Linked DNA regions of Mus musculus: all the other regions are linked to region 4. The links are chromatin contacts, called in public Hi-C maps. All regions are on one chromosome and are shown on one strand. The core of a region is the stretch at or near the end of the contact, and the rest is flanking DNA. Distances in the headings are between cores, read along the strand shown.

What was found. A called contact is a pair of places that touch in the nucleus more often than the background predicts.
Region 1: a Hi-C map of cerebellar granule neurons shows a contact between it and region 4, with 5 times the contacts expected there. The contact joins two enhancer-like sites. A contact is called at or near these places in 2 of 15 datasets of contacts at CTCF or cohesin (embryonic stem cells and pro-B cells), 36 of 484 Hi-C or Micro-C datasets (the G1E-ER4 cell line, the HL-1 cell line, the N1E-115 cell line and 14 more), 8 of 115 datasets of contacts at active chromatin or transcription factors (embryonic stem cells and stem cell-derived neural progenitor cells) and 1 of 9 other capture datasets (embryonic stem cells).
Region 2: a contact with region 4 is called in a Hi-C map of cerebellar granule neurons, with 2.9 times the contacts expected there. The contact joins two enhancer-like sites. A contact is called at or near these places in 2 of 484 Hi-C or Micro-C datasets (the N1E-115 cell line and cerebellar granule neurons) and 2 of 115 datasets of contacts at active chromatin or transcription factors (both in stem cell-derived neural progenitor cells).
Region 3: a Hi-C map of cerebral cortex shows a contact between it and region 4, with 4 times the contacts expected there. The contact joins two enhancer-like sites. A contact is called at or near these places in 5 of 484 Hi-C or Micro-C datasets (the N1E-115 cell line, brain, cerebral cortex and 2 more), 3 of 115 datasets of contacts at active chromatin or transcription factors (embryonic stem cells, extraembryonic endoderm stem cells and neural progenitor cells) and 1 of 9 other capture datasets (embryonic stem cells).

Annotation. Positions count from the first base shown.
Region 1 is chr16:37,439,343-37,442,042 of GRCm38.p6, forward strand. No RefSeq gene overlaps it. Among named protein-coding and RNA genes, the nearest start is that of Stxbp5l, 56 kb to the left of the region's middle. Within about 2 kb of position 1,384, at least 66 of the 459 cell types and tissues checked have an H3K27ac peak or open chromatin away from gene starts, as enhancers often do. A contact at or near this core is called in the N1E-115 cell line, Sertoli cells, cerebellar granule neurons and 3 more, where this site is marked.
Region 2 is chr16:37,458,143-37,461,062 of GRCm38.p6, forward strand. No RefSeq gene overlaps it. Among named protein-coding and RNA genes, the nearest start is that of Stxbp5l, 75 kb to the left of the region's middle. Within about 2 kb of position 1,254, at least 3 of the 459 cell types and tissues checked have an H3K27ac peak or open chromatin away from gene starts, as enhancers often do. A contact at or near this core is called in cerebellar granule neurons, where this site is marked.
Region 3 is chr16:37,506,075-37,509,162 of GRCm38.p6, forward strand. No RefSeq gene overlaps it. Among named protein-coding and RNA genes, the nearest start is that of Gtf2e1, 32 kb to the right of the region's middle. Within about 2 kb of position 1,692, at least 11 of the 459 cell types and tissues checked have an H3K27ac peak or open chromatin away from gene starts, as enhancers often do. A contact at or near this core is called in brain, cerebral cortex and cortical neurons, where this site is marked.
Region 4 is chr16:37,683,112-37,686,150 of GRCm38.p6, forward strand. It overlaps Gm35833 (a long non-coding RNA gene), which reads left to right. Exons shown (of 3, transcript XR_876061.1): 2 at 197-396; 3 at 1,272-2,187. Among named protein-coding and RNA genes, the nearest start is that of Gm35833, 3.9 kb to the left of the region's middle. Within about 2 kb of position 1,755, at least 216 of the 459 cell types and tissues checked have an H3K27ac peak or open chromatin away from gene starts, as enhancers often do. A contact at or near this core is called in the N1E-115 cell line, Sertoli cells, brain and 5 more, where this site is marked.

The DNA.
Region 1 (2,700 bases), core at 134-2,633, 240 kb before region 4:
CTTGAGTTGAGTGCCTTTTTCTTCTGACAGCATATAGCCTCTTCTCCAGACAGCAACTGGTGAAGTTCAGACTCCAGGGGGGGCTCCTATACCTGCTTGCCTATCTGAAAGAAAGCCCCTTCCAATTCTGAAGTAACTTCTATCTGAAGAAAAGCCCTAAAATGATCCCAAGGTACTTTTATGCCATCTCTCTTCAGAGAACTGGAAAATAAACTTGTGTGCTGGAAAGGTTCCCTGTTACATATTATCATTTCATTTCAAAGTAGCTCTCAGTCTTGACTATTAGATTAGATTTTCCCAGGCTGACTTCAATGAAACCAATATATCCCAGACCAATTAAACCAGAATTTCTAAGAATAGGGCCTAAGGAGATTTTCTTTTTCAAGCTCCCAGATGATTCCAGTGTGAAGGCTGTGTTGAAAACCACTGGCTCAGGGCTTGTTTCGTTTCTAGCCTCAATGCAGAATTTAACTATAACTCCCAGACTTCTCTAGATTAGACTCAGGACTACTTAACAGTTCTATTGACCTTCATTGAGAGATATATCTCTTCCTGTTCTGGCTTATCTCTGTTGTGGAGTGTCCCTGATTTCTCTCAATGTTCATCTCCCTGATGAACATTGAGAGGTGTTCCTTCCTCTCTGGCTCATGGCCTCAGGTTAAGAAACAAGTTTCAGTCAAGTGAGTCTAAGGGAAAGTTATGCATTCTGTCCCACTAGATCATCATTTCTACAACTAAGGGGTCATTGAATAGGAATGGTCCACATAGAGCCATGTGTTTTGAATGCATGGTCACAGAGAGTGGCACATTTAGGAGGTGTGGACTTATTGGAGAAGGTGTGGCCTTGTTGGAGGAAGTGTGTCACTGTGGGGGTGGGTTGTGAAGTCTCCTATGCTCAGGTTCCACCTAATGTGGAATGAGAGCCTCCTCCTGCTGCCTATGGATCAAGATGTAGAAGTCTCCTCCAGCACCAGGTCTGCCTGCACTCTGCTGTGCTTCCCACTATGATGATAATGGACTAAACCTCTGAAACTATAAATCAGCTCCAAACTAAAACTAAATTTTGCCTTTATAAGAGTTGCCTTGGTCATGGAGTCTCTTCACAGCCATGAAACCATAACAAAAGCAGGGTCCCTTTGGCTTTAAGATGTAGCCTTCACCAAATTTAAGCTTCTTCCTTAGAGCTGGGTCTTTGTAGTTCCTTCTTTATGTCTGGCCTGCTCTCCAGCCCCATCTCTCCGTGAGCTGTTTTGGGAGAGGAAGAAGGGAGCTGAGAACATGTGAGCACAGAGAGAGAAGGCTTTCAGGTTAAGAGGAGATAGACATACACCGCGCACCGCTGAAACACAAGACTTGGTTTCAGTTCTGCCTTTTCCCTGATTGGAGGAGACTGTGGGTATGGTGACTGGACAGGCTCGAAAAGACTGAGCTGATCGGCCTGCCCTCGGGTCAGCAGCAGAATGGAGAACGGAGGAATCTCGTGACTCAGAGGTCTTAGAGGCAGTGAAGGAGAGATGAGGCTCAGAGCAGGTAAGCGTGCCAGTGTCGCAGTCTACTGACTCAGGCAGAGCCGATTTCTCCTCAAATTAACCAGCTAACGCCTGTGGATGAAGCAGCCCACACAAGTGTTGGCTCTAGCCAAGCTGCTCATTTGTCAGCACTGAAGTGACATCATGTAAATTCCCAGGCAGATGCCAAACTTGAGGAAAATCATGAATCACTCCGTCTGTTGGCAGACACAGCTGCCGGATGACCTCTAAGGCCCTTTCTGGCTTTTTTTTTTTTTTCTTCTTCTTTTTTTAAGTAACTTTGAGAATTTGCACACTGTGTTTTGATCAGATTTATGTTCTCCCCAACTCCTCTTAGATCCATCCCTTCTTCCTTACCCACTCAACCGTATATTCTTTATTTTTTTTAACCCATCAACTACATTCGTTCTGTCTACATACTCTTGGTCGTATGGCTTTCTATTGGAGAGTATTGATCTACCAAGAGGCACATATGCAAAGAAAACGCTCCATTAGCCAGACACTTTCAGTTGTCAATAACACCTCCACTGGGGGCGAGACTTCCTGTCTACCTCACCCCTTCATGATGGGGTTCTTTTTGGCTTGAACTTGTGACAACCTTGCGTGTGCTGTCACAACTGCTGTGAGTTCATATGCACAACAGCCCTGCAATGTCCAGAAGAAACTGTTTCCTTAAAGTCATCCACAGCCTCTGGCTCTTATAATCTCTCTGCCTCTTCTTCTGCAATGATTCCTAAACCTTAGGAGGAAGAAGAACATAGATGTCCCATTTTGGACTTATAATTCTAATCTTCTATTCTCTGCACTTTAATTTCTTGGTCTCTGTGTGAGTCACTACCTACTCCAAAAGATTTTCTGACACAGACTGAAAGATGTGCTAATTATATTATATTATGGGTATGATGATAAGTCCCCAGAAGTCTGTTGAATACTGTGCCCATTTAGCAAAGTAATAGTAGCAGAATCTCCCCTAGGGCCTATGACCTTTCCAGGTACCCGTTCTTGACCCTGATAACAATGCCAGCTATGGAATTGTGGAACAGGCCTTAATTCAAGTCAGAAAGCAGTCGGCTATTCCTGTACCATTTATGCCACTCTTGCCCCAGTGGGCATGTCTTGCCAGGCTGATCATTACTGGTTCAAAAGGTTCACAGCTGGATCTGGATAAGAC
Region 2 (2,920 bases), core at 4-2,503, 230 kb before region 4:
TTCTCCTCTCAGGAAAGAGAAGATTCTAGAGGCAGATTTTAACAACACTGAGTTCCAAATTCTCCTTAAAGACGTGTCAAGACCATGAGCGTAACTTGAATAAAATATAATGCTTTGGGTTCTGAGAATCTGAGATTTGTTTGTTTGCTTGTTTGTTTGTTTGTTTGTTTGTTTGTTTTTCCTGACAGAAACCAATGTGGTAGTGATAAGACTGACTAAGTGAGTGACAAGAAGCCCACACACACACACACACTGGTAATAAAACTTGGGTACAATGGGACCCTTCTCTCTGTGGCTTTTGTGCAAATAAAATATCTCTTTTTTAAATAATGCTCATTAACATCATTAATCCATTGATACCCTTGAAATGTTAGACATCTTTAGTCCAGGAGAATAAGAAGTTGGAGAGATTTGATTTTCACTTAGCAAACTGCTGGGTTACAAACCCACATCTTCATGCTTTAAGGACCTTTTAAAAGACTTTGGCTAAGAGTTTGATGGTCTTTGATATCTTTTTGAACTAAAGGTCATGTCCTCATTTTAAAAGCAAGACCCAGAGAAGTCCTATTTGCATCGGAAGTCCATAGACAAGAGTTTACAAAAACATATTACTGGCATCCTAGTCACTAGCTCAGCTTGAACATATGCTATCAGTTCCTTTTATAGAATCATAAAAAAAAAAAGTCACACTGGAACTTTGGGTGAAGCTTAAAGTACAAACCTAGGACAGCAATGCCCTCATGATTGAATTTGAAGTTCAATGGAGGATTTCAGTAGCTTTGAAATAATTCATTTCATTTGATTTTTAAGGATCCCCCCCCCACAGGACTAGAGATTGAAAAAATATTAAAACTGAGCCATCTTTTGCAGATTAATTTGGCTGGAGGTTTTAATGTCTTAATTTGCAATGGCTGAGATCCAACACAAGGGAGACAGTCTTCAAAGGCTAATGCTGGCCTGAACTGGTAGGTTTGATTACCAGGCAGGTGCGACACAAATGCAATTTGAGTCTCCATCTGTGAAATTCATCTTATATTAATATGACTCTGAAGCAAGCCAACACAGCTAAAGAAAAAGAACACATTCTTGGGGATCAGAAGAATGGTTTTAAATGCAGCGCAATTGCTTGACATGTACAACCTCAAATCATCAATGTATCTTTTTTAAGCCTCAGGCTTTTCTTTCTATTTTTATTAGAGAGGGGGTAGGGTCTTACTCCATAGTCCAGGCTGGCCTCCAATTCATGATCCCAACTGTTCAGCTTCACGGATGCCAGGTCTACAGGCATAAACCAATACATTCAGACTCAAGCCTTAGATATTTTTATGTGAAAAAAAAATGGGAGGGGAAAGAGTCTAGGTGAAGGGGCCTTTATAAAAAGACTTAGAGATAAAAGTGACACACTACCCCAGCTTTCTAGGACAAAGAATATATATTAAAATAACAAAAGATAGTGAAGGTGGCATGGATAGACTTAAATAAACAGAGTGAGAATAATGATGTAAACTCAACTCAGTGGGCAGCTGGTCCCCAGAACAACACAGGGGAGACATACATGACAGATCGCCAAGGATAGTAGCAGAGCGCATGTAAGAGTGAAGTTCCTCGAGTCAGACAAAACACTCTGTCTTCAAGAAGTCTGTTGTAGTCATTAGTACTGAGTATGTGACATGTACTCAAGAAATAATGACAGAAAATACACAGAGGAGAAAAAAACATGCGCGTGCACACACACACACACACACACACACACACATGCATGCACACATGTACACATACATACTCTTAAGAGTAAGTAAAGATAATGATGTAATATATAGTGGGCGGGGAGATTGGGAAAAGTTTCTGAGACGTTGAGTTAGAGGATAATGATGGCCATCTGTTGAAAGACAACAACTGAGCTTTTGGTGATTGGTGCTGGTGATCTGGGGATAATGGCATTTAAAAATTAAGTATGGTGGTTACTCAAAGCCATTGGAACAGAGAAGAACATAGGGTGTATTAACCAAAATTTAAGCTGGAATGTTAAGAGAATTAGATATGATAATGAATTTACTGTACTTAACACAGGGACTTCTATAGAACAAAAAAAAATCAGCATATTGTATTTTTAAGAATAGGAGCTGGGAGTCTGGCAGTGGTGGCATTTGCCTTTAATCCCAGTACTTGTGGGGCAGAGGTAGGCAGATCTCTGAGGTCAAGGCCACTCTGGTCTACAAACTGGGTTCTAAGACAGCCAAGGCTATGCTGAGAAACCCTGTCTCAAAAAACAAACAGCAGAAGGGGGGAGGAGGAAGGGAGCGGGGAGGGGGAGAAGGAGGAGGAGGAGGAGGAGGAAGAGGAGGGGGAGGTGGAGGGGGAGGAGGAGGAGGGGGAGGGGAGGAAGGGGAGGGGGAGGAGGAGGGGGAGGAGGGGGAGGGGGAGGAGGAGGAGGAGGAGGAGAAGACCTGGGAAGCCAGTCATGGGATGTATAACCTACTATAACCCAGCACCTGAAAGGCTGAGGCAAAAGAATCCTGAGTTCAAAGCTAGCCTGCACAATACACAAACTCAAGGGCAGTCTGAGCCACATAGAAATACCTTGTCTCAGAAACCAAACAAACAAACAAAAAACCCACAAGAATATAGACTGGGGATATAGTTCAGTGACAGAGAGCTTGCAAGCATTCAAGGACTTGGGTTTGGCCCACAGCCCTGGAGAGGGAGGGGATGAAGAGCTTAAAGTGCTGATGGACCAGAGAGTTTCCAAAGGAAAGAGCATCCTTCCCTGGTGGAAGGGTATGGAGTCAAGGACAGAGAGGCCAGGCCTCTGAGTGAGGGTACCCCAGGCTACCTTCTACTCAATTTCTTACTACTATAGAATAAATCTGAATGGAAGCTGCTTCATTGGTGAGTGGAATTCCCAGGAGCTATGTTAACT
Region 3 (3,088 bases), core at 442-2,941, 180 kb before region 4:
CTGTTGATTTGGATCAGTGTGTCCAAGGTTTCATGTGCTAGGCTGGTCCTTGGTACAGGAGTGCTGAGACGGAGGAGCATGGGAGAGTTAGGGCTGATGAGGTCACATCACTGCCAACGCTGCCTCTCAGAGTGGGCTCTTCTAAGAGCATGTTGTAACACAGCAAGTCCATCCCATGGACCTGGCCTCTTCTGTAAACGGCCATTTCCTTCTCCACCCTTTTGTTACAGCCGAGTGGGCCCTCAGCTGCAGCCAAACAGACAGATGTCTGATCTTAGGACTTTCAGTCTCAGAAACCTCATTAAACACAATCTCTGTTCCTTAGAGAGGAACCAGCTTCAGCTATTCCTTACAGTAACATAAGACAGACGAACACACTTTTTGCCTATTTCTCTTATGATTCTATGTTATATAAATAACTAAAAAAAAAAAAAAAAAAAAAAAGAAGAAGAAGAAAGTGTAAGGGTAGGCCCAGTCATTAATACAGGAGGTCGCATAAACCATCATACAATATTTTAAAATCCTATACAGCTCTAATGTTTACAAAACTGAATGACAGTGTGTATAATCCCATTTACATAGAAGATGGATGGACTGATAAGCACACTCTCAACAATGGTTCTCTCAGAATAGTGAAATGAGGGTGGTCTGAGGAGTTCTCAGATTTTACTATATATATATATATATGTTCCTAGTTGGGTGATTTTTAAAGCATCAGATACATTTATGTAACAATGAGACGAGACAACCATCTTGTATGTCTTCACATGATTCAGGAACCTGGTGCTTGTCCTCTTCCTAGCTTAATCTCACAGACTTATTTACATCGGGTAGGCGATAATGTACTTTCGTATGATGGGAACCGTGGGCTGACTGCTGAAACTGGGGCATGCACTAGGCCTGGCAGCTTTCTAAGGGAATTGGAAAGGCTGCGTCTGGTTCTCAGGACATAAAGCGCATTCTGAAGAGGCCGGTTTATCTGCTCCTGCACTTAAAGGTGCGCAGGAAGCACTTCATCCCTTTAGCTCTCCAAAGGAAGATTTCATTATCTTCCCCTTTCTCAACCCACTTTGGCTTGTCAGGTCTTAAGAGTGTCTGCATTAATCCTGTTCAGTTTATTTTCTCTTATGGCAGGGTTTAAAACACACACACACACACACACACACACACACACACACACACACACACAATTACCACAGTTCCGGCTTCTTTCTAAAGTCTTCATTTTCTGGGAGGGAATTTCAAGCTATTAAAAAAGTGACAGCAACTGAGCTATTAAAGGCAACACAGCTTTGATGAAGACAGAGCACAAAATAAATACAAAGAGAGCCATGCCGACCTCAAGAATCTGAAGGCTTTCTCTTTATTCCCAGTGAGGGGGACCCAGCCCAAGGCCTTGTACCACGGAGCTCTTCTGAGCACGGAGTGCCACTCCCAGGCCTCATAGGACTTTTGGTAGTTGAGAATAAGAAACTGTTATTTTATACCTCCTTTTTTACAACTTGGGAATAAAAATGAAAAAAAGAAGAAGAAGAAGAAAAAAAAGCTCCACATCTAATCATTTTTCCTGTGGTCCTGGCTAGAAATCTAGGCATGGGGCCAACAGAACGAAGTGAACTCGCCTTTGCTGTTCTCATCACCCGCTGGTACCCAGCCTCTTAGAATACCTACAATTATAAAATACTCAATTATTCCTCCCTTAGTCATGTAGATGACTAGAGCTAAATACCACAGTGAGATGGGGAAACAAAAGCCCAATTCGCTGCCATTCTTTTTGTGACCTGTGACACTGCCAATTCCAAATCTGCCTTCTACCTTAGTCTCTCAATTAAAACGCCCCATGCCTGGTTTTGACTTCCTTTAGCAAGTCACAAAGCATTTTTTGTTGGTGGTGCTTGGCTTTATTTTAAAAATGTGACCACTTGCCTCCATAAAATATTGGCTAAAATAAACCTGGGGACCCTAGCACAAACATTCCATACCTAGATGTTGAGAAAGCGGCCAGGAAATGTTACACTAGATAAGAGCATCAGAGGTAATAGTGTCTGTCTGATCAGCTAGTGTGGGACTAGTACCTGGTCCCCTGACTTCTCCTGGGATGTGCTCAATGGATTTTTAAAGGTCATTTAAATGTAATATCCCTTAAGGTGTTTTGTGGGAGGGGATGGAGGGTGGGGAAGAAGAGGCTTCAAAATAAACAAAAAGCACTGACTTCAAGGGCAACACAGACTCGCAGACACAGCTGGGCAGCCCCAGAGCTACAGTAGCTTGCTGCCTGGGGTTTTGGAGAAATGGTATAAGTGAAAGTGATTCATATCCAGGGATATATTCTAGTGAGACAAACCAATGACTGCCTGAAGGAAAAAAGAAGCCATGGTTAACCTCCCATGCTGGCTCCTAGAGACAGGGAGATGGCGCCTTGGTTAGGGAGCCATCTTGACAGGCCCTGCCTTTGCCTGTAGAAGCTACAACTATTTGGAAAGACAGCTATTTGAAAGGAACAGGAAGATATTAGAACACGAAAACTTTCCAAGGCCTTTGGGGGTGGAAAAAGGGATGACATGGAAAAGAAAAGAAAAGAAAAGAAAAGAAAAGAAAAGAAAAGAAAAGAAAAGAAAAGAAAAGAAAAGAAAAGAAAAGAAAAGAAAAGAAAAGAAAAGGGGAAGCTGAAATTTTAGTCAAATTTCATGGCAAAATCCCAGAGAACAGCTGGGAGATTCTTACAGAAAAGGAGATAAACTATTGATGCCTACCCCCACCCCCCCCACCCCCGCCCCAAGACTGCTATTAAAGGTACTAGGGAGAATCCATTCGGGTGGTGTAGACCCTTGCTTCTCTCCCTACAAAGGAGCAGTAGTTTCCCAAAGAAATGCTACTAGAAGTCGTCTTCTAGGTTGAGGTCCATTAAAATCATAAGAACAGTGGCAAATCTGGGCTATGTGGGCAGCTCAAACAAGAGAGCCAACAAAATTAGGGAAACTGCTCCCTGCCTGTCCCCTGCTGTACACAGTGGGCAGTGGTACCCTGGGACCCCTCTTTACACTGTCACTGCATGCAGTTACCACCTTTGGGAATAGATCTGCCCCTG
Region 4 (3,039 bases), core at 505-3,004:
TAATTTGGAGGCTGTCAATTTGCCAGGAATTTTGCAAAGGTGTCTTGCAGATAGAATAAAGGGTCCCCTTGACTTCTGTGGAATATGCGCTTAGCTTAGCCAGATCCCTGCAGAGTGTCAGATGTGTTGGGATCCCACGAACACATGACAACACTTTTCTTTTTTTTCTCCTCCTACATCAACACCCTGCAAGCAGACCCAGAGCACAAAGTCAGCCCTGGAAAGAAGAGGAGCCAGTGTCAACCAGCTGGATGGTGAGAGGAAAACGTGGAGGTTGGCAGAAGGACAAAGGAAAGGCGGCTACCTCGTCCTGAGGGAACGAAAGAGCAAGTGGCCATTTCCGGAGAGCTGCACTGCTCCCTGCAAGGCTGTGAACCAATGGTGGTTTGCCTTCAGGTTAACAAAAGAAAAGGAATCCTTTGGATGTTTGCCCAGAGCCTTTGAAAATAACCTCATGCTACCACCCTGAACAATGTTTTAGGGACATTTAGGGACCCTGAAAGAGGCATAGCTCTTTTATGAAAGGAAAGTTGCTTGTTTTGTTTTGAGACTGGTTCTCACTTTGCAGACCAGGCTGGCCTCTGCCACTGTGCCTCTCCCGGTAAATTGCTAATTTGTGAAGAGGAGGTTTTGAAGAGAAGGGGAGGGGGCATAAGACGGTCCATTCGGGGGGAACAAGCATCCTAGTCACACATCTGAAAATCTGCCCCTCCTTCACGTGATGCTCATACCCTCTGCCTATTGCCCAGGGGTCTCCCTTGCTAACCCAGGACCACTCCCCACGGGTGTGGCTGCTCCAGTCAACAGCTGCTAGCTCCTATATTCTGTTCCTGTTGCTTCAACGCTGGAGGTCCTTCTTTGTCTCTCCCTCAACCGCTGCCTCTGGACTTGGCATTTCTCATACAGAAGGCTAGCCTTTGTGTCCTTTAGGAAGGACAGGGCTTCTACCTTGTTTAATATCAACCTTAAGGAGAGGAGACGAGAGAAGAGGGGGAGAGGCCGGGAAGGAGGGGGAGACAGAGACAAAGAGGGGGAGGGGAGAGAAAGGAAGAGATAATGAGGAGAGGGAAGAAGGAAGGGAGGAAAGGAGGGAGGAGAGACAGACAGACACACACACACACACACAGAGAGAGAGAGAGGGGGGAGAGGGAGAGGGAGAGAGAGAGAGAGAGAGAGAGAGAGAGAGAGAGAGAGAGAGAGAGAGATTTTTTCTTCTGTCTTTCAGAGAACATTCTGCTCTTGCTGTTCTCAGTTCTTCCTGTCTTTTGCAGAGCTTAAGACCGAGGGGAGAGGGAAGGAAAGGAGAGCCGGGTGCGTCTTCGCTGCTATGGAGTTGGATGGCTTATTTTGGATGGCTTCCTATCTAGACCCGGCAGGCCCGCCCCCTAAGCAAAGAGGCCTTGTTTAATGCCAGCGTCACATTTGAGGCAAGAAGATGAAAGTTCAGAAAAAGTCCCCCTTTTTAGGAATTTTTGCAGCACTTTTATTTGCGTGACACATATTAAAAAAAAAAAAAAAAAGTCTGTTCGGCTACCCTCCTGCATGCCCTCCCATTAGCATGGCCCCTTCATAACTGCCTCCTCTGGGCCTTGGGACCTTGGCAATCAGTCAGGGCATTTAAGCTCTGGCATTAGGCAGCAGGATTTGGAAAAGCCAAGACCTTGGGAAAGAAAATAAAAGTCTTAAGTGGTCAAAGCTGGGGTTACGTAATCCTATTTCTCTTGGGATCCAGATGGTAACGTTCTTCAGGGCAGCCAGTAGGGGGAGCTCAGGACGTTTATCAGAACTCCAGCGATCCGATGGTCAGGAGCCAAGTCAAGGCACAAATAAAACAATGAACCTTTGTGGTTTCTCTTCAGCTCTTAATCCCGAGAGGCTTCAACCCGGACAGCCTGATTCCCACCCTGAAGGACCCAGCGACCTTCTCCCAGGACGCCTTAATAGGTTTTCCGGAGTCTGTAGACTCAAATCCCCCGCCCCCTCCTCCTAAGTCTCTCATCGGTTTCCCAGGCTCTTGTGGGCTCCGTGCCTTTCTTTTGTCTTCCTGACTTTCTTGTGTCTAAGTTTCTTTCTTGTTTCTCTTCACTATCCTCGAGTCACTAGTAAAACCTACGAAAAATGCAAGGGGGTGAGCCCACCCCCAGACAAATACATCAAAGCCCCGCACTTTGAATAAAATCTAAAACACGCTGGTAAGCAAAAATGGCGAAGTCCGCCACCACGTGGCCGTGAGGTCGCATCTTTCAAGTCCTTGTCTTTGCATAAGCGGCCCTTTGCTACCCCACAGTGACTTCGGTCTGTCTCTTAACTTCCAGGACTGGGTCTCCTGGGTATTTTAGAGAAGGCACTGTCAGCTTAAAGCGGATAACTCCAGTTGTGGGGTTTCTGATTTTTGAACAACAGTCTCCTGAACAGTTCCAGAGCACAATGGAATTTTTAGAGTTAGGGACTGCTGTGATCCAGATAAGAAGTGGAAAAGCAGTTTTGCTCTCTGCCTAACTCTCCCTTGATCTGTGAGGTTCAGGTTCTCTGGGTGTGGGGGGGCCAGAACTTTTTCCTTTTCATTTGTTTTGAGATAAGGCCTCATATAGCCCAGGTTGGCTTGAACTCACTGTGTATCCAAGGCTATCCTTGCATTTCTGATTTTTCTGCCTTCTCCTAAGTGCTAGGATTAAAGGCATGTACCACACCCCAGGCCAAGTACCTACCTTTATTTACAGAACATTTCTCTTGGGGAACCTTGTATTTCTCTTCAAACTTGCAATTACTTGTGTGTGTGTGTGTGTGTGTGTGTGTGTGTGTGTGTGTGTATCTTTGAAGAAAATAGAGATTACATTCTCTTCCTGGGCTTTTAGACCCTAGGGAATCTAGAAAACATGGCTAAGCATGTTTGTAAAATGCCGGAAGATTGTATGCCAGTCAACTAGCAGAAGCTGCTTGGCCTGAAGCTCAAAGAGGCACTGAGGAGGCATGCTCTCTCTCAAATCTGATGCTGTGGTGGTGTGACTATTGTAGCCTCCTAATTGATGGCTCTCCTAA